Linked DNA regions of Ovis aries: all the other regions are linked to region 1. Evidence: chromatin contacts called from public Hi-C data. All regions are on one chromosome and are shown on one strand. The core of a region is the stretch at or near the end of the contact, and the rest is flanking DNA. Distances in the headings are between cores, read along the strand shown. Region 1 has its middle 21 kb from the start of TARBP1. Region 2 overlaps LOC132658655 (a long non-coding RNA gene). Region 3 has its middle 96 kb from the start of TRNAR-CCU. Region 4 overlaps LOC132658675 (a long non-coding RNA gene).

What was found. A called contact is a pair of places that touch in the nucleus more often than the background predicts.
Region 2: a Hi-C map of liver shows a contact between it and region 1, with 3 times the contacts expected there. The contact joins two enhancer-like sites. A contact is called at or near these places in 3 of 16 Hi-C or Micro-C datasets (blood, liver and mixed tissues).
Region 3: a Hi-C map of muscle shows a contact between it and region 1, with 5 times the contacts expected there. The contact joins two enhancer-like sites. A contact is called at or near these places in 6 of 16 Hi-C or Micro-C datasets (blood, hypothalamus, liver and 3 more).
Region 4: a Hi-C map of liver shows a contact between it and region 1, with 4 times the contacts expected there. The contact joins two enhancer-like sites. A contact is called at or near these places in 2 of 16 Hi-C or Micro-C datasets (liver and tail adipose tissue).

The regions. Positions count from the first base shown.
Region 1 is chr25:6,672,429-6,675,128 of ARS-UI_Ramb_v3.0, forward strand. No RefSeq gene overlaps it. Among named protein-coding and RNA genes, the nearest start is that of TARBP1, 21 kb to the left of the region's middle. Within about 2 kb of position 1,288, at least 49 of the 54 cell types and tissues checked have an H3K27ac peak or open chromatin away from gene starts, as enhancers often do. A contact at or near this core is called in liver, muscle and tail adipose tissue, where this site is marked.
Region 2 is chr25:7,012,007-7,014,706 of ARS-UI_Ramb_v3.0, forward strand. All of the region lies in intron 1 of LOC132658655 (a long non-coding RNA gene), which reads right to left. Among named protein-coding and RNA genes, the nearest start is that of TRNAR-CCU, 200 kb to the right of the region's middle. Within about 2 kb of position 1,420, at least 6 of the 54 cell types and tissues checked have an H3K27ac peak or open chromatin away from gene starts, as enhancers often do. A contact at or near this core is called in liver, where this site is marked.
Region 3 is chr25:7,119,258-7,121,957 of ARS-UI_Ramb_v3.0, forward strand. No RefSeq gene overlaps it. Among named protein-coding and RNA genes, the nearest start is that of TRNAR-CCU, 96 kb to the right of the region's middle. Within about 2 kb of position 1,289, at least 33 of the 54 cell types and tissues checked have an H3K27ac peak or open chromatin away from gene starts, as enhancers often do. A contact at or near this core is called in liver, muscle and tail adipose tissue, where this site is marked.
Region 4 is chr25:6,969,806-6,972,505 of ARS-UI_Ramb_v3.0, forward strand. It overlaps LOC132658675 (a long non-coding RNA gene), which reads right to left. Exons shown (of 2, transcript XR_009598602.1): 2 at 2,038-2,700. Among named protein-coding and RNA genes, the nearest start is that of IRF2BP2, 190 kb to the left of the region's middle. Within about 2 kb of position 1,321, at least 39 of the 54 cell types and tissues checked have an H3K27ac peak or open chromatin away from gene starts, as enhancers often do. A contact at or near this core is called in liver and tail adipose tissue, where this site is marked.

The DNA.
Region 1 (2,700 bases), core at 38-2,537:
CGCTGGATGTCCAGAGCTGAGTGCTTCCCAAGGATCGTTATCTCTGTTTCTAGGAGAATCTGAGACATCAAGCATCCAGTCGTAGAAGAACGAAGGGAATTTAGAACACCTGGCCCTTGGTGTCTTCCTTCGGGATCCCCTATGATCACTCCCAACAGAATTTAAAAGCCCACAGTATACTCCTTTAATGGGAATACCAGACCACCTTATCTGCCTCCTGAGAAACCTGTATGCAGGTCAAGAAGCAACAGTTAGAACTGGACACGGAACAACAGACTGGTTCAAAATTGGGAAAGGAGTACATCAAGGCTGTATACTGTCACCCTGCTTATTTAGCTTATATGCAGAGTACATCATGAGAAATGCTGGGCTGTAGGAAGCACAAGCTGGAATCAAGATTGCCAGGAGAAATATCAATAACCTCAGACATGCAGATGACACCACCCTTATGGCAGAAAGCGAAGAACTAAAGAGCCTCTTGATGAAAGTGAAAGAGGAGAGTGAAAAAGTTGGCTTAAAACTCAACATTAAGAAGACAAAGATCATGGCGTCCAGTCCCAGCACTTCATGGCAAATAGATGGGGAAACAATGGAAACAGTGAGAGACTTTATTTTCTTTGGCTCCAAAATCACTGCAGATGGTGATTGCAGCCATGAAATTAAAAGACACTTGCTCTTTGGAAGAAAAGCTCTGACCAACCTAGACAGCATATTAAAAAGCAGAGACATTACTTTGCCAACAAAGGGTCCTTTATTCAAAGCTATGGTTTTTCCAGTAGTCATGTATGGGTGTGAGAGCTGGACTATAAAGAAGGCTGAGTGTCAAAGAAACAATGCTTTTGAATTGTGGTGCTGGAGAAGACGCTTTAGAATCCCTCGAACTGCAAGGAGCTCAAATCAGTCAATCCTAAAGGAAACCAACCCTGAATATTCATTGGAAGGACTGATGCTGAAGCTGAAGCTCCAATACTTGGCCACCTCGTTAGAAAAGATCCTGCTGGTGGAAAAGATTGAAGGCAGAAGAAGAAGGGGACAACAGAGTACGAGATGGTTGGATGGTATCACCAACTCAATGGACATGAATTTGAGGAAGCGCTGGGAGATGGTAAAGGACAGGGAAGCCTGGCGTGCTGCAGTCCAAGGGGTCGCAAATAGTTGGACACGACTGAGCAACTGAACAAAATTGCTCCTTCCGTGAAATGACTGCAGATCAATGGTGTAAAAGCCCGGATGGTGCCCGCAATGTCACCTCCTGGCCACCAGATGGCGCGCGGCATCCACAGTGCACTTGCGCGGCCTCTGCCTGCCCCAGCGCTGGCCCGGGGCCCAGAGGAAATGTGTTTGTGTGTCTCCTCTTAGGGAGCGCCCTGCAACGTTTTTACACTTTAGAAAGCTCATCGGCAGAGGAGCATGTGAAACGGCACACGGCACAGCTGTGCTCTTCCTGTCCTGTCCCTGGCGGGGACACGTCAGCAGCATTTCCCCTTGTCTGTAGAATTTTGGAGCCTTCTTGCCCATTTGTTCTCAGAACTGGAGCTAGACGCGGGGAGGACTTTGCTTCCATTTTGAAACCCACAATCCTGCTGGGAAAGAAGAGGAAAAAAATATCCCAAGATTGTGTATGAGGGCAGGCACGTTGCTGGCGTGAAAACAAACTGCCAAAACTTTGTTACTCTGGTATTCTGTCAGCTAACACAGTGGGGTGGAAGATTTCGACGTCATCCCAGACCTCAGCCCCGAAGAGTTAATGATGTTACTCATGCCACTGGGGCCAGGAAGAAAGACTCGCATTTTTGGGTGGTTGCTGCTTGCCCAGAGCTGTGGAATGAGCTGTGAGGCTGAAGGCCAAGGGACTTGGGCCACCCATGCAGTGAAATAATCCCCCAGAAATGCGCTGCCTGGAGTGGAAATGAACAGTCATTCCAGGGCATTTACTAAATATTACGGACAGTCATTCAGGCTACAGTTGGTTGGACTCTCAACACTGCAAATCTCACATTTGGGATACATTACGCAGATACCAGGAAATAATCGAAATCAAACAATGGTCAAGTTCTGGGTCATAAGCAGTGAGGCCTCTTCTTATTTTCTGTTCCAATAGCAATGTATAATTAATAACCTAGTTTTTGACTGGAAGGAATATTTCAATACATGGGTGATGCTTTCAGAAGGGCCTCAGCGAGTCACTTTTTATTTCCTTCTTTCTTTGTCTTTCTGAAGTAGGGCCCTGGAAGGGAAGACAAAGGCAATATTCAAATATGACCTACATTTTTGACCCAATCAGAAACTTGTGTGAATCAAGACAAGCAAAACCTTGGCACCTACTCTTTGTCTGGCACCCTGTCCCATGTCTGAAAAGTACTTTATTATTTCATCTTCCTGACAACGACTTAGTATTTGGCATTGCCTCAGGTTTTCAGATGAGAAATCTGGGCTCAGAGAGGTTAAGTAGCTCGCCAGAAGTCACACAGCCAGTAAATGTGAGAGCTAGAAAATAGACACAGGTATTTTGGACTTGAAGGCCTGGGTTTGTTCTCCTTTGTCAAGGCATTTCATTGACTCACAGAACCTTTGAGTTGGGAGAAGTTTGGGAGGTCATTTAGATAAACCCTCTAAATCATGCAATAATCCCTTCCCCACTGTTCACTATAATTGTAAATGTAAATGTGCCTGGAATCAAAAGCTGAAGCTTAGAAAGAA
Region 2 (2,700 bases), core at 170-2,669, 340 kb after region 1:
GGATGAGATGGTTGGATGGCATCATCGACTCGATGGGCATGGGTTTGGGTGGACTCCGGGAGGTGGTGATGGACAGGCAGGCCTGGCGTGCTGTGGTTCATGGGGTCACAAAGAGTCGGACATGACCGAGCGACTGAACTGAACTAAGGTTGTACATACTACACAATCCCATTGAAGGTATCCGGAAAACCTTATAAATACTATAAACACACTTATCCCTTGATCCAACAGTCCTCCTTGCCAAAATTTATCCTACAGATGTACCAGCACATACAGAAGTGTCCTGGTTGGCACTGTTTATAGTAACAAAAGACTGGAAGCAACCCAAGGGTCCATCAATAGGAAACTAGTTAAACAAATTTACAGTATGTCCATAAATAGGATATTATAAAGCTGTAAAAATGAGTGAAGACACTCTTTATGCACCGATTTGAAAGATCTCCAAGATATACAATTAGGTGAAAAGAGCAAAGTGCAAAACAGTTTGCATAGAATGTTAACTTTTGTCAGCCTTGCCATGCTAGTATTTCATTGTCATTTTAATTTGCATTTCTCTTAAAGTAAGTGAGATTGAGGAGCCTTCCATTCTTTCATGAGCCATTTGCATTTTATTTTCTGGGAAAGAGGAAAGGAAGCGCATATCTGTTTTCAAATACATAAATACACACATATTTGCTTGTATTTGTTAAAGACACCCAAGAAACTAACATAAGTATTCGCTTGGGTTGGGGTTGATGAACAGGAATAGAAGCCAGGATTTTTATAGCTTTGATTTATGAACCAAGAAAATGAATGACCTGTCCGAAAATAAAAGTAAACTAAATTAAGCTTTCCCAATCATGCCTCAGGCTCCTGTTAAACCTATTGTTTTTGCATTTGTCAAGCATTTTCCAAAGCCTAAACCTGACGTTGGAGGAAGGCAAGGTCAAACATGAACAGACAACTATGGCTGCCCAGGAGACCAGAAAACCCAGAAGGAGGCCCCACGTGGATGAACTCCCTTGCCTATTTGTAAAAGCTGAAATCAATAGAGGATGCCGTGAAATCAGCAAGAGGACCAGCCAATGCCTGCTTTGAAGCCAACGTGGCCACTGAGTTAGGGCATCAATCAACTTCAACAACGGGTTCCTTGCAAGCAGCTGAAGAAAAAGAAGGCTCCCATGCCCAGAATATCCCCTCTCTAGCTTTGAGGGCTACAGCTGGACCCAGATCCGACCTGACTTGCATCTTGTCAGGATGACACATGGGCGACTGCTCTCATGTTTGGTTTAGTTATCTGCGTTTCTCTCCCAGCGCCAGGGACTGCCGCCTGTCACCCCCACTTTAAACATTTTTCCAGCCAGAAGGGCGCCCCAGCCACAGCTTTGCGGAAGAGTGAGAGCTGGCCGGGCGCTGCAAGATGAGACGGCACATCTGACGCACATGGAAAGAAAAAAGCAAACTGGAGTCTCCAAAGCCGCCTGTCCCTGCGGGCTGAGCACTCACAGCTTCTCCCCTTTGATGCCTCTGATTTTCTGAGCTCTGGAAGCACAACATGTTGGAAGTAAGCAGAGCAGCTGCCCCAGGAAAGAATACGCTCGTTCCGGTATTTCGGACTTCAAGGAAAAGCGCTGAAGGGTGTGGGGCTCTGGGAGGGAACAGACGCCAGTGTCTCCACAAAATGTCCTGTTCCCACCAGCCTGAGCTCCGTTCACATCAACCAGCTGATTTGGTTTGGGGAGGCTCCAGTTCCCCGACTGCTCCAGTTCCCGGACTAGGGAGAATGCATTTGTTCTGCTACTGATGGGTGGCATGGATTATATCACCCGCCTGGTGCTGCCCGGGTCAAGTGATGACCTGGCCTGAAGTGGGGGATACAGAGGGATTCTAGAGACAAGACGGGGGAGCTGGACTTCCGCTGCCCTAGGCATTAAGCGGGGCCACGCCCCCTGACCGCCTCCCCTACCGCGCTGCCAAAGCCCAAGATCCCTCCAGATCTAAACTCACAGTGCCAGTTTCTGCAAGGGCACTTTTTTCCCCCCTAACTAAAACCTGCAGAAGAAAGGATGACTCAGGCCTGGTTCACAAGCTCAGTGGCTGAGAAAACCATCTCGGGTCCCCTGGAGCGGAAGACTCATCCACTCTTCAGAGGCGACAGGGCACTGCAGTGTGTTTTTTCTGCTTCCCACAAAAGTGCTAAAGGAATAGGGCAACCCATCAGTCAAGGAGAACATGCCACTGCCATCTGGAGAAACCAGACCACACATGGAGAGGTCCTGGGCCAACCAGCAGAGGACAGGACCTTCCTCCATCCAGTCCGGTGATATTACCTGACGAAGAAGTAGCATACAGCAGCCTCCAAAGGACTTCTCAGAGCATGGTCCATGGTCCAGGAAACTGCACCTCTCCAGGAGAAGTCCTGGTCCTCCCACCCTCACTCCTAGTCCTAGGATGCATAGCTCGGTTCCACCCCAGGCACCATGACAGGTCTTAGGCAGCCATGACATCCTTCTTCGTGACATCCTTGCCCGGAAGTCCCTCCCACCGCCACAGACGCTGGACCCTGATAGGGCCCTGGATCCCTCTGGCACAAGAGGGCCCACAGATGTACCATGCACCAATGGGCCCTTGCCCTTCAGAGTCATAGGCCTAAGCTCCTCTATCCATTCCTCCCTTGACATGATTTTAAAGCCCTTTATCAACATTGGGGGCTTCCCAGGT
Region 3 (2,700 bases), core at 39-2,538, 450 kb after region 1:
CATAGACCCACTGAAAAATCTGCAAGAATAGACCAGACAATTTTTTTTTTTTTAGCTTTGGGTTTTCAGGGAGGGATTTTTGGGAAGTGGGAGAGAAGTCACCCAGTTAAACTCCTGAAGAGCTGGGGCAAAATTCCCTTGTCAAGAACCAGTTTTTTTTTTTTTTAATGACAAAGTCACACAAGAGAGGAAATGAAAAGGGAAATTTTTAGACTTCTCATCCGTCCAGAAAGCCCCGGGCCTGTTTCAGAACCCTGTCAGGGTAACTGTCACCTGCGGTCACAGCACTGCAATCCCAAGAGGCCTTGCGTCACTGGCCATTATATCAATAAGGAACTACAATCACCAAACCACAAGCCAGCTTCTTTTCTGCGCCCACATGTTGCTTTAGAGGGTTTTTGAACAAGAGACTTTCCTGTTTTTGAAAGCCGTGAATCCACAGGTCTTACAGGTTACTCAAATGATCTTATCACTTGCAGCAACCACTGGCATGGATTTCAAAACTGCCTCCTCCAGCCCTGCCCTCCCCTCACTCCACAGACATCCACTTATTCACCAGCATTGGTACTTACAGGATCATGCTGCCAACTGCTGACACAGAAGAAAAACATAGTAGTTATACATTAAGCTGAACGGTTAGAGTATCTGTGCCAGGTCCTATCCAAACACCATTTATCCACTGACCAGAAGGAGGATAACCACCCTGAAGAAAACCCAACAATAACTGCTCTGCAGTCAGATCACTGATCCATAGTACAGCCATACTGTTTTTCATGCGAACACATACACACGGGGGCAAAGGTAGTGTCAGAAATCATCATGGTTCTTGGAAAAAGATTATATTCATCCCAGGGTGTGCAGCACGTCTACTGGAAAATGTTAACTACGTCCCAAACCACCAAATGAGGCTGCCGTCCAGATTGCTAGGAAATGAATGTAGAAAATCGTGGGGAGCGGGCTCCGAGCAACCTGGGTGAAAGATGTAAACTGGCCAATCTAAATCCTCCATGGTATGCAAGTCAGACTTGTTTTTCTCTGGAGCAAAGAGAAAGACTCAGATTACAGAGTGCACTATAGCGCGATGAGCTAAATCCACAAACAAATGTCTCTCTTTCCTGCTCAGCACGGCAGCTCAAGAGACAAGCGCCAAACCTAACAACTGCCCTTGATAGCCATCTCCTGGTTTAACTCCTACCCTGGCCGGGGGCCACTTGGCGTTGCTCAAGCAACGCCTGCAGAATCCATCCTGCACTACCTTGCTAGAGGCGTCCACCCTCTGGGCGCAGACCTGAAGTTACCAGAGAGCTTCCGGAAGGTGTTGCAAGTCCCTGCTCTCAGTAACTGTCCAATCAGAGCGAAGTATAAACCAGAAAAACTTTTATTCTGCAGCTACACCCAGTGACTCTAAGCTGACTCCACAGAATCCACATGGCAATAATGAATCTAGCAGACACTTATCTAACCTCACACTTCTCAGTCTTTTTGGGTTAGAATCAACACTTAGCTCATCAAAAAAACACACACTGTCCAAAAAGAACCCGCTCTCAGTTTGAGCATGCTGGTGTTTTGTTGATCTTCTTTTGTTTTTCTGCATTCCAATCAATCTGCTTGCGCTAAAATGTTGAGATAGACGCTGGAAAGCCAGAATGTTGTGATTTTTATGTTTGAGAGAGGATTCCTTCAAAATACCAAAAATCCTCTCTCTTGTGAAATGCTGAGTGTGAACAAGGAGATGAAGAAAACTGTCAGAAGTAAATCTCTCAACAATGATGACAGGTCTACTGTGGCCTAGCATGATGTATCCTCAGGGGAAAAAACAGTAAAAATCAAAGAATTCTGGAGACTTTCCACCCAGATCAAGAAGATATTTTTAATTATAATCCTCATTGGCAAGTAGTCTACTTCATTTTATGGAAAGCATCCTATTCTTCAAAAATGTTTTTAAAATAATCACTTTTTCTTTCGTCCTCTGGAAAACCCATGCTATAAAACAAACATAAACGTTGAACAGTTTTCCAATCCCTTCTGATAGTGGTAGTTTAGGACTCTTAGGCAAAGTGGGCTTCCCTGGTTCAGTTCAGTCAGTAAAGAATCTGCCTGCAATACAGAAGACCTAGGTTCTATCCTGGATTGGGAAGATGCCCTGGAGAAGGAAATGGCTACCTGGTCCAGTGTTCTTGCCTGGAGAATCCCATGGACAGAGGAGCCTGGCGGGCTACAGTCCATGGTGTCAAAAAGAGCCAGAAAGGACTGAGTGACTAGGCACAGGCCTAAACAGTCTTGCCTGACTTGGAACCTGCTGGACAATTACCCAACCAGCCTCTCACTTTGGCTGCGTGGACCACGGCTCTGTGTCCTCTCCCCAGGGGATAAACATTGCCCAATGAGGAAAATGTTGCCTCTCCCCTTTTACATCACCACTGACACCCCATCCTCAGGCAGGTGTCACCAGGCCCGCCTCCAGGACTGTATGTTCCCTACTATCCTGGGCTTTCGAGCTCAGATGCCAATGAGGGCACTAGGTAATGGGTATTTTTGACAAAGGACATTGCAGGAGGTCTTTCCACATCACTTATGGGAGTTCTCTATTTTGGGTCATCACCAATCCCCATTCACTCAGATCAACAAGGAAAATAACTCATACGAGCAAATGTAAGATGTCACCTTATAAGTGTGTCTATCCAAAGTTCCTCATGTTAT
Region 4 (2,700 bases), core at 71-2,570, 300 kb after region 1:
CCAATACAACATGAGTCTTACATGCAGCATTTATTTTTAGTAGCCACATTAAAAGGAACATAAAATTAATTTTAATAACATATTTTATTTAACCCACTTTTTCCAAAACGTGATCATTTCAACACGTGCGTACTTCACGTTCTCTTGTCACATAAGTCTGCGAAATCCCGTGTGAAACTTGCCATCATAGCACATCTCAGTTTGGAGCAGCCCCATTTCCAAGGCTCCAGAGCCACAGACCCCGGTGGATGCCATATACGGCTGCGCAAATCTAGCTATGGGTGTGTGTAGTAGGATCCATAACTTCTGCTTGGATTCTTAAGTCCAAGAGAGAAGTCAGATCAGCTTAGAGGGAGCGGGCTGGGGACACAGAGGGAGATCAGGTCATCCAAGCCTTTGGAGGGGCCAGCATGCCTGGCTCTGCTATAACCAGAGATTGAATGAGAGGCACCAGCTCCTCTCACGCGTCCCCAAGGGTGTCTGTGCAAACAGTGTCAAGATGATGCAGAGCACCGAGGAACACTCGCTAAATTTTGCCAAGTGCTTGGACACCCGATCACAAGGGTGACCCAGAAAACTGCCAGTGCACCTGTGATGAGGGGCTTGGCGCGGAGCCCGGCGTGGAGGTCACCTGAGGTCACTGCCGGAGGCGGGGAGCCCAGCGCCGAGGCTGCCTAATGTGGAAATGTTTGGATCCGAGCGGGGCAGGCGCTGGGGGCAGCCTCCAGGCCGATGGGGAGGAGACCTGGCCGGCGGGGGCCGGAGCTCAGCGCTGACAGTATCCAGGCGCGCAGAGGACCACGTGGTCCGCAGCGCCGCGCCTGCCAAGACCCCGACAGCGTCTTTCCTAATAAGTCTGGCGATGCCTGCGTCCTTTCTCTCTCGGCAGAACAACCTCTCGCCTGCTCCCAGGTCTTATTTAAGAAGAGCGGGCCGCAGGGGAGAAAAGCAAGCCAAACTCAGCAGAGGTGGAGGCCAGCTTTCCTTTCCCCAGGCTTCCCCTCTCCGCAGAAGATCGGCTTTGTGAATGAATGAAGGGATACTTTCTCCAAGATGGCATACTCCACGCTCCCGTTGTTGAGTACGGGGTGGGGGTCGGCCCCCCCTCCCCCCGCCACTTCCCTGAGCATTATCCTCTGCTGCTCCTGCCTACCCCTCCCTGCAAAGGCACCGCCCCTCTAACTTCAGAAAGAGGTCACCCTCCCAGCATCTGGGTCTGGCTTGGGAATCCACGCTTCCTGGTTGCCTCCCAGCCCCACACAAGGGAGGGCAGGATTACAACACGTGTGTGTTTGGGTCAAAAGGAGCACTTTTGAACTATGGCTGCAAGAAAGAACAGCCTGTACAGCCACCCCGAGTCTCCCAGCAACAAAGAATGTACAACAAAGAATGATTAGCCCTCACTTGCAAAACAATTTTTTTTTAAAGAGGTGCAGCGTGGTCTGTTTACGGGGTCGTGGAAGGAGAGTAGTTGGATGGAAAGGCGCCCTCCCTGGACACCAGAGGCCCAGCGTCATTCCCGCTAAGGGGGTGGGGGTGGGGGCGGTTTGACCTTGGCTTTTACTCAGAAGCCCTTGTAACACGATTACCGATTACTGTCGGGGTTTTGCAAGCTTCCAGACCCAGGTGTGGTTGAAGGTCAGCTGCTGGCGGACAAGGGGCTCTCCAGCCGTTGGGAGAAGGTTACAAAGAATAATTTTCCTGTCCAAGGGCTTGTAGATGATTAACATGTTTCTTTCTGTTAACCAGAGAGTTAATAGTCATTCCAAGCACTCTTTGATAATGGGGGCGGAGGGGAGAAAAGGAATACTGTTAACCATTAATCGAGGAAGATGCCGTAAAAGTTAGTATGGAAAATACGCAATTTGGGAGAGGAATTCACAGGCAAGGCGAGCCTGGTGGGGACAGAGGAGGAGAGGGAGCGGTGAGGCCATAAAGTTCATGCATACTTAGAGTGGGGATTTTTTTTATCCTTTTCCTTGTTACATTACACTGAGGGAACAGAGTAGGGATAACAAAATAACAAACACGGGAACATTATAAATAAAGCCAATTTTATTGGCTCTTTTTCTCCAGCCTCCCACAGCTGAGTGTGTCCTCTGCATGACTTCTTCTTTGGGCCTCTTTGGGGAGGAGAGGAGCCCAGACACCCCACCTTCCCTTGGAGAAAGCGTGACCAGAAGGCTCACCCTAGGAAGCCTCTCCTTAGGGCCCCCTTAGCCAGGGCCTTCATCCGCGACTCAAATCATCCTGCTGGGCCCCTGGGCAGCCTCACCTGGAGGAGAGGCTGCCCATTCGCTGCCCTGGAGAAAAGTAGTGTCGGCTTGTTGCCAGGTTATGACACAAGGCCCTGGTGCCCATGAGTGCTTTCACAGCAGGCCTGGCTCTGGACACAGGAGGACACAGGAGCAAAACTCTTGCTTTGCATAGGTTGCTCCCAGATACCCCAACAAAGTTTCTGGGTGCAGCACACAAGCCTGTGTATTTAAAAAAAAAACAAAAAGACAACTTTGTATCATGGATGAGGTTTCTACTTGATGCCCTGCACTTACTTTTATTGATTGATTGATTTGATTTTGGCTGGGTCTTTGATGCACCTTGACTTTCTCTGTGGCACAGAGGGCTCCTTGGCAGGGGGGATCTTCGTTCCCCGTCCAGGGACTGAACCCACATCCCCTGTAATTCTTTCCCACTGGACCA